Linked DNA regions of Zea mays: all the other regions are linked to region 3. The links are chromatin contacts, called in public Hi-C maps. All regions are on one chromosome and are shown on one strand. Each heading gives the region's core, a stretch centred on a gene start, on an enhancer-like site or on the middle of the called end of the contact. The rest is flanking DNA. Distances are from core to core; before and after follow the strand shown. Region 1 holds the start of LOC100383082 (putative cytochrome P450 superfamily protein). Region 2 holds the start of LOC107197951 (Subtilisin-like protease). Region 3 holds the start of LOC100501678 (phospholipase D family protein).

The links. Hi-C and Micro-C count contacts between places; a contact is called where the count stands out from the background.
Region 1: a Hi-C map of ear shows a contact between it and region 3, with 5 times the contacts expected there. The contact joins the promoter of LOC100383082 here to the promoter of LOC100501678 in region 3. A contact is called at or near these places in 10 of 25 Hi-C or Micro-C datasets (bundle sheath, ear, endosperm and 5 more).
Region 2: a contact with region 3 is called in a Hi-C map of endosperm, with 3 times the contacts expected there. The contact joins the promoter of LOC107197951 here to the promoter of LOC100501678 in region 3. A contact is called at or near these places in 5 of 25 Hi-C or Micro-C datasets (ear, endosperm, root tip and 1 more).

What each region holds. Positions count from the first base shown.
Region 1 is chr1:82,006,495-82,010,736 of Zm-B73-REFERENCE-NAM-5.0, reverse strand. LOC100383082 (putative cytochrome P450 superfamily protein) reads left to right here and starts at 1,914. Exons shown (of 5, transcript NM_001175753.1): 1 at 1,914-2,298; 2 at 3,593-4,108; 3 at 4,208-4,242. The coding sequence starts at 1,957.
Region 2 is chr1:81,899,968-81,904,050 of Zm-B73-REFERENCE-NAM-5.0, reverse strand. LOC107197951 (Subtilisin-like protease) reads left to right here and starts at 1,534. Exons shown (of 1, transcript NM_001320190.1): 1 at 1,534-4,083. The coding sequence starts at 1,646. The coding sequence ends at 3,907.
Region 3 is chr1:81,762,940-81,767,041 of Zm-B73-REFERENCE-NAM-5.0, reverse strand. LOC100501678 (phospholipase D family protein) reads left to right here and starts at 2,075. Exons shown (of 10, transcript NM_001323283.1): 1 at 2,075-3,893. The coding sequence starts at 2,337.

The sequences.
Region 1 (4,242 bases), core at 665-3,164, 240 kb before region 3:
GTGGTCCTTGCAACTTGCAAGCACGGTAAGGAACCTCTTTAATTTGAATATAGTTCCTAGCTCACTAATTTTGGTTATGGTCCACGACTTAAGTTAACCGCGATCGGTTCCTCCTACTTTTTAACCATTCTTGTCAACTGACGAAGGGTACTATTCTAGTATTCTTGTTTCACGCACACCGACCGATAAGCGATGACCCAAGTCGGTCGCCGTCATCCTACCTTGTGGCGTTCTTGACAAGATCAATATTTTCACCTTGAATGTAACTTCACTCGGCCGGCGATATATGTGGCTACTACTACTACGTGCCAAATCATCTAACAATGTACCGGGGACAAGTTCAAAGTGTTAGGATAAAGTTCCTCGTCACGTATCCTCCACGTACTACTGGATCTGGTTCAAACGCCTAAAAACATTCAATCTCTAAATTTGGACACCTGTGCAACTCATGCTCCTATCTTCGCCAGGCCCCCTACCTTGTAAATAAGGGTACTATTAATAGTATAAACTAGTTACTATCCCAAAAACAGTTTCTTTATTAACTTCTATCATATACTCAATCGGTCCCAAACTAGAATCCGTTTGATTTTTTGTGCCACGTTTGACCACTCGTCCTATTAAAAAAATTATAAAAAAAAATCCAAAACCACTTAAACTATATTATATGCTAAATAATATTAAAAAGTAATAATAATATTTTTTTTGAATAAGACGAGTCAACCAAACTTAAAGTAAAAAATCGAAAGAATTATAAATTGAAACGGAGGTAGTAACTTATAATATAAATAATCTTATATGATATTTTAATATAATCTTAAAAATGACCAGTTTCATGAAAATAGTATTCCTCTTTCTTATTGAAATATAAAATAATATACTTAGAGTTCGCGTATTATAGCTCATCGTTGAAGCTGCCCTAAAGATATTTGATCTGGCAACCTTATAATAAACCCAAATATTTTTTTCAACCCTGCCAGGCTGTCGGCACGCGTTTCGCCTAAACATTGTCGGCTGAAAAGTAAGGGTGGTCAAAGGTGCGTGCTCAATGTGAGCATAACAAAAGTTTGTAGACACCAATAAATATTAGTTCTTCCCTAATACAAAAACTTAGGACGAGTAGAGATTAGAATTATAATCGAAGCGTGCGAACCTAGAATTTTTAAATTTAACCCGTCTATTTTTATATTTACGGAAAAATATGAAAATATGACGGAAGTGAGAGAGGGTTTATTCCCTCCGTTTTTGCGGGATCCTGTTTTTATCCGGATTGAATGTGTATTTGATAAATATAGGACAAGACTAATATGCATTAATATATAAACTAAAGCCTCGTGTCTTTAGGTGATAAATTATAGCAAAAGTGGTCATTGTAACCATCGGTTCTTTCCAATGTAAAGTGGTGTAAAGTTTTAAACAACATCGGATATAGTTAAATGTACATCATTAGCAATCAAACAATAATAAAATGTTGCCTCTCTGTATCTATTTGTTTTATGTTATTGTCCAACCAATCAATCACTAGTTAACCATCAATATCATTTATGTTTGTATTAAATTACGAGTTTCCGTTAGTATCCATTTTCATTTGTTTTCGCAATTCCGTTTATCCTAATTCTGTTTTCGTTCTCGACTATTTCGGACTGATGATAAAATGCGGATATAGATCCGTTTTCATCGCAATCGCTGTGGCTGCCAAGACTTCAAATGTCATGCTCACGTAACATATATAGTAGCGTGGAAAAATAAATAATGTTGGGGGTTGCTATGGGATGACTTCAAAATATGCTTTCTTTTGGAGGTTGTGGGGTGGAGCTAACGACACGATGACGAATTGAGAACGAGTGAGAGAGGCGATCACTTCTATATATATACAACAACCATCTCATAAGAGCCGGAGCCACAGCCAAATGATACTCTTTGGTTAGCCAGCCGAAATTCTCTAGCCTGGCAGCAGCCATGGGAGAAGCACAAGACTACTACGACACCTCCACGGCTCTGGCCGCCGCCGCCGCCGCCGCCGCCGGCCTCGCGCTGCTCGCGGTCTGCTCGTACTACCTGCTCGTCGGGCGGCGCCGCGGCGGCGGCGGCGGCAAGGCGCCGAAGCGGTACGCGCCGGTGGTGGGGACGGTGTTCCACCAGCTGTACCACGTCCGGCGGCTGCACGACTACCACACGGACCTGTTCCGGGAGCGCAAGACCTTCCAGCTGCTGGTGCCGGCCGGCCGGCGGCAGATATACACGTGCGACCCCGCCGTGGTCGAGCACATCCTCAGGACCAACTTCGCCAACTACGGCAAGGTACGTGAGAGACACCCGCTCCTCCGGCGCTCCCTCTGCCGTTGTTAGGCTTTCCTCCGACGTCGCAACTTGTGGAGGCTGAACGGCATCACAAGATTGGGTTTGTGGTGCGCTCTAGTCCTCCGCCATACGCGCGCCATCACAAAACTTTGTAGCCCGGCCGAACCGATCTCGATCGATGCTCGATAAGCTAGCGTGTGTTTTGGTTTTAGGATTTTGTGGGATGGGTCACAGTGTCACACATCACAGCACATCCATCCTGATAGTGATTGGATGGAGTACGTGAATCCGTTTTCCGTTTCGTTACATGAGTTGGGTCGTCCATCCCCCTATTTCTTTTTTGGGGTAGGATAAAATGTCTTGCAGTAGCATCCTCCAATTTTCATTTTCTATCTTGCGTTCTCTTCTGCGGGCTGAGCCAAATCGCGCGCGCCGAATTCCGTCCGCGGGGAGCGCAACCTCCGGCGAGCTTCGCCCTGCGACTCTGGCGAGCAGCTGAGCTTTGCCGCCGTGACCCTGATCTCCGCGCCGTGAAGTGGGTCACGTCTTCCCCTCCCCTCCGTACCGTTCCAACCTCCGTCTACACAATACTCAGCTGATGTCGCGGTGGATGTGGATCTAACTGACTTGAATCTCCAACCAAACACTGCCAAATCTGGGTCCAATCTATCCCAACCCACAGATAAAGCCTCAACCCAAACGAATTTAGGTAATTTCAATCAAATTGCGTGAATCTAGAGCATCTATATTTTGAAACTTAAATCCAATCCCGAAACCCTAAACATAATATAAGAGCTAGTTTTAAAACTTAAATCCAATCCCGAAGATTGTGAAGAAAATGGGTTAATTTTTCACTCAGTCTCCGGAAATCTAGTGGATTTAAGTTCCTAAACTAACCTTAAAAAAGAAAAGACACGGGGTGGAAACCGCCATGCTGGTCACCTGTCTGATTTTTGGAAGATGAGGAAGGAGTTCCATCCAATTTTGTTGGTGAGGAAGAAAAAATTAACTTGTGCGAGAGTTTGGTCAAAATTGACATTTTCCAGTTTGTTTTATGTGGTCCACTGGTAACCAGCCCCTGAAACCCGATCAACGCAAAATGATTGAAGAGACCACTTTTTGGTTTGACAATGAATGGGCCTCCATTAAAGCATGTGTTTTTCTATGGACCTTTAATGGGCCCTCCGATTCTAGAGCAAGCTAACGAGTCTATTCTAGTCTAGTTTCCGAATTTCCTTGCTTGTTTCCGGCTGATGACGATGACGATGACGCGTGCTTCATCTGGACCGTACAGGGAAGCTTCAACTACGAGAACATGACTGACCTGCTCGGCGACGGCATCTTCGCCGTGGACGGCGACAAGTGGAGGCAGCAGCGGAAGATCGCCAGCTACGACTTCTCCACGAGGGCGCTGCGCGACTTCAGCGGCTCGGTCTTCAAGAGGAACGCCGCGAGGCTCGCCGGCATCGTCTCCGGCAAGGCGGCGTCCGGGCAGCCCATGGAGTTCCAGGGCCTCGCGCTCAGGGCGACCATGGACTCCATCTTCACCATCGCCTTCGGCCTGGACCTAGACACGCTGGGCGGCTCGGCGGAAGGGAGCCGCTTCGCCGCGGCGTTCGACGACGCCAGCGAGTTCACGCTGCTCCGCTACGTGAACGCGTTCTGGAAGGCGCAGAGGTTCCTCGGCGTAGGCTCCGAGGCGGCGCTCAAGAAGCGGGTCAAGGTCGTCGACGAGTTCGTGTACAAGCGCATCCGCGAGAGAGCCCAGGAGCTCTCCGACAGCAAGCTGGCGACCGAGGACACTGTCCCTGTGAGTGTGAAGCCAACAAGGCTATCCCCTGCTGTTTCTGCCTATTACCTGAATGAATGAACTGACGCGTCCCTCGACGGCTGCGCGCGCGATATGTAGGATTCGAGGCAAGACATGCTGTCCAGATTCATCCA
Region 2 (4,083 bases), core at 285-2,784, 140 kb before region 3:
CTGCATGTGCAGCAGCACCAACTATTAGAAATCCGCCAATCCACATGTGGTGTGTGAACAAGGAAAGTTGTGTACCGTAGTCAGTAGCTAGGTATGGATAGGGGGCATAGAGTACATATGATGAGCTACAACAATAGTTGTAGAGCCTAGCATAGCTAGGTTAAGAGATTGTCTAGTGGCTCTGGCGACGGCGTCCTTCCAGCCAGGCAGACAGCGTTGCACGTCCTGCCAGGTGCGGAGCGCATCATGCGCGTGGCCATGCCCGTGGCCCTAGTCCGTGCCACCCGACTAAGGCCTTGTTCGATTACATGGGATATAATCCCACCATGGATTTAATCCAGGTATGTATTGGGTGAATCCATATCTCACACCCAATCCCATGGTGAGATTAAATCCATCAACAAATCCATGTGTCTTTCAAAGCTAGTTATTCTTTTGATCCATGGATTCTAATGTAAACTTGTGCAATATTTCATGGATTTGTTCCATACCTAATGAGCTATGGATAGAATCCATGTCTTCCATAGTTTAAAAAATTCCCAAACCCTTGGGTTATATTCCATGATGGGTTTAACCGAATAAAAAATTTTAAGTAGTCATGGATTATTTTGGGGCATGGATTGAGGCATGGATTTAATTCCAATCCATGCTAATCCAGAGCTGGATTGGTGTAAACGAACAAAGCCTAAGGGGGTGTTTGGTTACACCCCGCTAAAATTTAGCCTCTGTCCCATCGAATGTTTGAACCTCCGTTCCGGGTATTAAATGTAGTCGGATTATAAAACTAATTTGTCAGCCGAAGATTAAAAGACGAGACGAATCTAGTCCAGTTGATTGGGTCTATATTTCATACTCCTATTTAAAAGTCAAACGCTTGATGTGACCCGGGCTAAACTTTAGCAGGAGCAACCAAACACCCCCTAACCGGCGTTGGCCCTAGGCCGCTAGTCAAAACAACCCGCCGCTAGTCAAAACAACCCTGGCTCTACGCGATGACACCTCCGTCTCCAACTGACCTCTCGGCTCGGCTCTCGCCCGCCGTCGTGCTGGAAGGTAAAATCGCCTCACCGCCGCCGGGTTTCACCGGCAGATTGGGGGGCGGGGCCCCTACTAGACAGACTTTTGTAGGGTAGTACTGGTGCGCTCTGCTGAAAGAAAGACAAGTTCCAAAACGTGGGGGCACCGGATTTTTATTCCGCTTCCGCCGGACCCGATCCAGCCAGCAGCCATCACGAGCCCGGAGAGACCTGGCACAGACACGCACAGCCGTGACACGAACCGCAGGCGCATCCGCAAGGTGCAATCCCAATCCATGGCGAGGGTCCGGAGGAACGCCGGACGGACACCGGGTACGCCCGCCCCCACGCCGATGCGTTTTTGGTTTTTCCCATCATTTAAAAGTTAAAACCAGGGCCCTCTACCCTCCAGCTCACTGCCAGTGCCACTGTGCGCCCGTCGCTCCACTCCCACACACACACACACACACCTCGCAGCAGCCTCATAAAAACTCCCGCAGATCGCCTCGTCGCCGCCACCCACGGCCACGCCCCACCCTCACTCCCCTTCTGCCCTTCGCCCGCATACACATTGCCCCGCAAGCTACCGGCGACCGCCTAGCATCTGTGGCGCCGCGCCGCCTCCGCTGATGGGGATGAACAAGTCACGGTGGTGTCGCGCCACCCTGCTGCTGCTCCTGTCCCTTGCTCTCCGCGGCGCGGCGTTCCTGCAGGAGAGGAAGAACTACATCGTGCACCTCCGGCCCCGGGAAGCCACCGACGGCTCCGTCGACGGGTGGCACCGCTCGTTCCTGCAGCAGGCGGCGGCAGGGCTGGACTCCACGGCCGACGAAGGCCCGCAGATCATATACTCCTATAGCGACGTCTTCACCGGCTTCGCCGCGCGGCTCACGGACGAGGAGGCAGAGGCGCTGAGGGCCACGGACGGGTGCGTGCGGCTGTACCCGGAGGTGTTCCTGCCGCTCGCCACCACCCGCTCGCCGGGCTTCCTCGGCCTCCACCTGGGGAACGAGGGCTTCTGGAGCCGCTCCGGATTCGGGCGCGGGGTGGTGATTGGGATCCTGGACACGGGGATCCTGCCCAGCCACCCGTCCTTCGGCGACGACGGGCTCCAGCCGCCGCCCAAGGGGTGGAAGGGGACCTGCGAGTTCAAGAGCATCGCCGGGGGCGGATGCAACAACAAGATCATCGGGGCGCGCGCGTTCGGGAGCGCGGCGGTGAACTCGACGGCGCCGCCCGTCGACGACGCGGGCCACGGCACGCACACGGCCAGCACGGCCGCCGGCAACTTCGTGGAGAACGCCAACATCAGGGGCAACGCGGACGGCACGGCGTCCGGGATGGCGCCGCACGCGCACCTCTCCATCTACAAGGTGTGCACGCGCAGCCGCTGCTCCATCATGGACATCATCGCCGGGCTGGACGCCGCCGTCAAGGACGGCGTCGACGTGCTGTCCTTCTCCATCGGCGCCTACTCGGGCACGCAGTTCAACTACGACCCCATCGCCATCGCGGCGTTCAAGGCCACGGAGCGAGGCATCTTCGTCAGCTGCGCCGCGGGCAACGCGGGGCCAGAGCCCGGCACGGTCGGCAACGGCGCGCCGTGGATGCTCACCGTCGCGGCGGGCACCATGGACCGCGCGATACGGACCAATGTCAAGCTCGGCAACGGCGAGGAGTTCCACGGCGAGTCCCTGTTCCAGCCGAGGAACAACTCCGCCGCGGACCCGGTCCCGCTGGTGTACCCCGGCGCGGACGGCTTCGACGCGAGCCGCGACTGCAGCGTGCTGCGCGGCGCCGAGGTGGCTGGCAAGGTGGTGCTGTGCGAGAGCAGGGGCCTGAGCGACCGCGTCGAGGCGGGCCAGACCGTGGCGGCGTACGGCGGCGTGGGCATGATCGTCATGAACAAGGAGGCGGAGGGGTACACCACCTTCGCCGACGCGCACGTCCTCCCGGCTTCGCACGTCAGCTACGAGTCCGGGTCCAAGATCCTGGCCTACTTGAACTCCACGGCCAACGGGACGGCGAGCATCGACTTCAAGGGGACGATTATCGGCTCGTACCCGTCGCCGGCGGTCACCTTCTTCTCGTCCCGCGGGCCGAGCAAGGCGAGCCCGGGGATCCTGAAGCCGGACATCACGGGGCCCGGAATGAACATCCTCGCGGCGTGGGCGCCGAGCGACTCGCACACGGAGTTCTCCGACGGCGGGGCCGACCTGTCCTTCTTCGTCGAGTCCGGGACGTCCATGTCGACGCCGCACCTGAGCGGCGTCGCCGCGCTCCTCAAGAGCCTGCACCCGGACTGGTCGCCCGCGGCGATCAAGTCGGCGATGATGACGACGTCCGACGCGGTGGACCGCACGGGGCTGCCCATCAAGGACGAGCAGTACCGGCACGCCACCTTCTACGCCCTGGGCGCGGGCTACGTGAACCCGGCGCTCGCATTCGACCCGGGCCTGGTCTACGACCTCCGCGCCGACGACTACATCCCCTACCTCTGCGGGCTGGGGCTGGGCGACGACGGCGTCACGGAGATCGCCCACCGCCCCGTCGCCTGCGGCGGCCTCAGGGCCGTCACCGAAGCCGAGCTGAACTACCCGTCCCTCATCGTCAACCTGCTGGCCCAGCCCATCGCGGTGAACCGCACGGTGACCAACGTGGGGAAGGCGAGCTCCGTGTACACCGCGGTGGTGGACATGCCCAAGGACGTGTCGGTGACCGTGCAGCCGCCGACGCTCCGGTTCACGGCGCTGGACGAGAAGCAGAGCTTCACGGTGACGGTGCGGTGGGCCGGCCAGCCCAACGTCGCCGGCGCCGAGGGCAACCTCAAGTGGGTCTCCGACGACTACATCGTGAGGAGCCCCCTCGTGATTCCAGCCAAGGGAGAGTAGCGCGGAGCAGCGGCCTGGCGGCAACGCTCTTTGTGCTGCTCGGGGTCGGGGTTGAAGAAGGCTAATTTTGCGACCATGGTACAGAGTATGTCTGTATAGCGTCTCTAGGCTACGGCACTTGCACACCGCATGTTTGTATAGGCTACGAAACTATGGAGTATGAACTGGAGTTCTTC
Region 3 (4,102 bases), core at 826-3,325:
ACATGCAAAAAGGTCTTGGTTCGGCCCGAAATGGCCGATAAAGGCAAAGGCAAGGGTATCGTCATTGGCGATCCCCGCATGTCAGATATATCACAAAAGGAGATTGCTCGAAAGGCTTCGGACGAGAAGGCTAAAAAGTCCGAAGACACTGGGGGGCAGACACAGTTAATGAACCAAACACATCAGCCTAGCCCGAACATCGTAGATGGTCCGGCACCTACGTGCGGACGATCCGGTGCTCAGACAAACGGTCCGGCTAACTCAGCCGGACAGTCCCCCTATGACCAAAGGCGTCAACTTCTACATAAAGCAAGAAAAAAGACGCAAGGTCAAAGCACATATAATCGGCTGATCAAAGCCGATCCTACTTTTGATCAGTTGCTCTCCAAAAATGCTAGCAAAAAGACTGTTCCACGTGATCGGTCAACAAAGAAACCCTGGCCACCTGCTAAAACAAAACGGTTAAACAAAACGGCCCAAAAGGCGACACAACAAGCGTCGCATATTCATTCTATGAGACCAGGGTACTTTCCACCTATTTACTCATCGTCGGTATATTATCCTGTTCAAACATGGAATGGCACGATGATGAATCCATGGTACATGTATAATCCCTTCGACTATCCAGACAGGGGGCACCTCCATTCTATTCCTTTTGATCCATTGATCAAATGGTCATGGCCGAGAAAGATACAATCTGAAACGGCCTTTATATTGGTGCTTTATTGAATAATCTCCATATCGAAAAGCCGGTGACTTACATCAGGTTTAGTTCATATGCTTTTGGTTTGTCAACCTTCACCAAAAGGCAGGGGGGCATATGTTCGAACCCAAAATGACCGTGCGGACGGTCCGGCCCGGAGGCCGGACGGTCCGCGGTCCGGACCGTCCGCGGTGGTGGCGCGGACGGTCCGCGCGTGCGCAGAGTCAGTTAGGGTTCCTAGTTTCTCGCGGGATTTGTTACCTAAAATCGCGGGATTAACTCGGAAATCAGTTGGAAGCGGATCCAGACCTCCCCTTTATATAGATGAAGGGCTACGGCCGATTGAACCCCCCAACAATCGAACAAATCAAGTCTATTACTCGTTTTTACCTTATGCATTAGGAGTAGTTCTAGTCTAGTTCTAGTTTAGCCCTAGTTTAGTATTCCAATCCCCAAATTCTCCGCCTCTCCTCGACTCTACGTCGATTAGAGGAGTCTAGGTCGGCCTGCCCGAGCCTAGACAACTCCTATGATCTCTCCTCCCCGACGGGGTCCCTCCCGGGAGCGAGATCCAGGCGCTGCCGGCGATCTACCGCCGCCCCTGCGCACGCGCGGACCGTCCGGCCCTAGGGCGCGGACCGTCCGGCCGTCAGGCAGGGAACTCGAGCTCCTGCACCAGGTCGCGGACCGTCCGGCCCTGTGCCGCGGACCGTCCGCGTCTGACCAGAGAGCGCCGCCGCCTCGCACCAGGCCGCGGACCGTCCGGCCCCTGCGCGCGGACCGTCCGCCCCTGTGCAGAGGGCACCGTTGCCGGTTCTTCTTGAGTGATTGGCGCTCCGAAAAAGCGTCAACACGTATAAAATTTAAACCCTATTACCACGTCTACCTACCTGCCACGTTCATGCCAAAATTGCCGGTAGCGTATGCCGTATAGTAGTATAGTACACATCAATCTACGCGGTGAACGGATCGAGCTATTCGTGGCTTCGTGCCGTGTCCGTGTGGGTGTGCTTCTCCATCTCGCAGGAATCGTTGTCCCGCAAGCAGGTTCCTGGTAGATCCGAGATTCAGAAAAATAAAATCCCGTATAGGATACCCGATACTGTATAGAAAAATAAAAGGCCTTCAGTTCGCGATACGGATAGATAAAGATTCTGCCTTTTCATCATAAAGAAAATCTAGAGTATCTGTATATCTCGGTCATGTGTCATCTTCAGCGTGTCTGCCTGTGCCTGGTACCTTCCACGCGTGCGTTTCATTGTTTCAACCTGTCAGAAAGAAGACTTACACGCGGGCCCCACGACGTCCAGGTGCCTTCCACGTTAAGATCGAGGCGGTGATCCGACGAGGTGGTCAGCGTCCAAATCCACACGGCCGCAGGGCTGGCGGGTAGAAGTAGAATCGATGGCCAGGTCCCGCCAACCACCGTCCTGCTTCTTCCGATCCCATTCGATTCCAGAGTTCAACATCCATCCTTTTCATTCGTACGCCGTCGTGGTCGTGGTCGCCACCCACGACTCTTCCACCTCCGGCCTCTCTGCCCAATTCAATCTCGGGCTCCGACCACAGGGAAAGATCAATCGAAAGCGGAGCCGTGTTGAGAGCAACCGAGGAACCAGGCGCCCGGGCGGTGATGGAGAACGGCAACAACGGCGGCAATCCGCCGCACTACCCGCCGTACCAATACCCGTATCCGCAGGCGCAGGCGCAACTGTATCCTTACGGGTACCAGTACCCGCCTGCGCCGCCGTCGCCGTCGCCGTCTGCCGCGCCGGCGGGGCCATACCTCTCTCCGTCTCCATCCTTCCCGAGCTATGCCCCCGCCCCGCATCCGCCGCAGCAGTTTCACTCCGGCCCGCTCCAGGCGTACCCGCCCCCGCCGCAGTACCACGCCTACCCGCCGCCGCCGCATCCATCGCCTTACGGCCACGGGTACGACCCCTACCCATCCCCGTATTTCTCCTACCCGAGCACCAACCCTAGCCCCAGCCCCAGCCCGGGGCTCTCGCCCAGCTCCAGCTTCCACCACCAGCACGCCTCCGCGCCCGAACCCCCGTCGCCCGCGCCCTCCGCACCCTCCGCGCCGTCCTATCCCATCGAGGATGTCCTTGCCAGCATGCGCCTCTCCGGCCGTCACGATTACGCGTCGTCGCCCTCAGTGACCCCGCCCTCGACCCCCTTCTTGGGCGATGGGAGCAGCCACGGCGGCGGGATGCAGCTGGTGCCCTATGGCACGGCCGCCGGAGGGTCGCAGCACGGAGGCGGGATGCAGGTGGTGCCCTATGGTGCGGCCGCGGGAGGGTCGCAGCACGGCGGCAGCTTCAGGGCATCGCTTAAGGTGGTGCTGCTCCACGGCAGCCTCGACATCTGGGTGCACGACGCGCGACACTTGCCTAACAAGGATATGTTCTCCAAGAGGGTCGGCGAGCTCCTTGGCCCACGCATCACCAGCGCTGTTGGCAGCAAGATGTCCAGCGCGTCCATGACCAGCGACCCCTATGTCACCGTACAGGTCTCCTATGCCACCGTCGCGCGGACCTATGTCATCCCCAACTGTGAGAATCCAGTCTGGTCGCAGAACTTCATGGTGCCCGTCGGGCATGAGGCTGCCGAAGTCCAGTTTGTTGTCAAGGACAGTGATGTCTTCGGTGCTCAAATCATCGGTGTTGTGTCCATTCCCGCCGAGAAGCTTCTGACAGGGGACAGGATTCAGGGTGTCTTCCCCGTCCTTGAGCCCAATGGCAAGCCTTGTGCTCCTGGAGCTGTACTGCATTTGTCAATACAGTTGATCCCCGTTGCTCAGCTCACAATGTACCACCATGGCGTCATTGCTGGTCCAGACAGTCATGGAGTGCCTCATACTTACTTCCCACTTAGGCGTGGCATGAGAGTGACCCTGTATCAAGACGCCCATGTGCCTGATGGTTGTCTCCCAGACATATGGCTTAGCAATGGGCTGCGCTACCAGCACGGGCAGTGTTGGCGTGACATCTATGATGCCATATGCCAGGCAAGGAAGTTAATTTACATTGTGGGGTGGTCTGTTTTCCACACAATCCACCTCGTGAGAGATGGCACTCAAGCTCCATCACTTGGGGACCTGTTGAAGATGAAGTCACAGGAAGGGGTGCGTGTGTTGCTGCTTGTTTGGGATGATCCTACATCGAGGAGCATTCTTGGATATAAGATGGTATGTAATCTATCAAGTTGAAAATATGCTGTTTTAAGGTTTTCACGCTCCAAGAGACATAATTTTGTGTCTCCAAACTTTAATGCTATCAATGTTATAATATTTATTAGGTTCTTTTTCAAATTAGCTCCATGGTAGCACCAATGATATTTCTCTGTTATTGGAATTGGTACACCGTACACCAATTTTATGATTAAACTTTATGACAT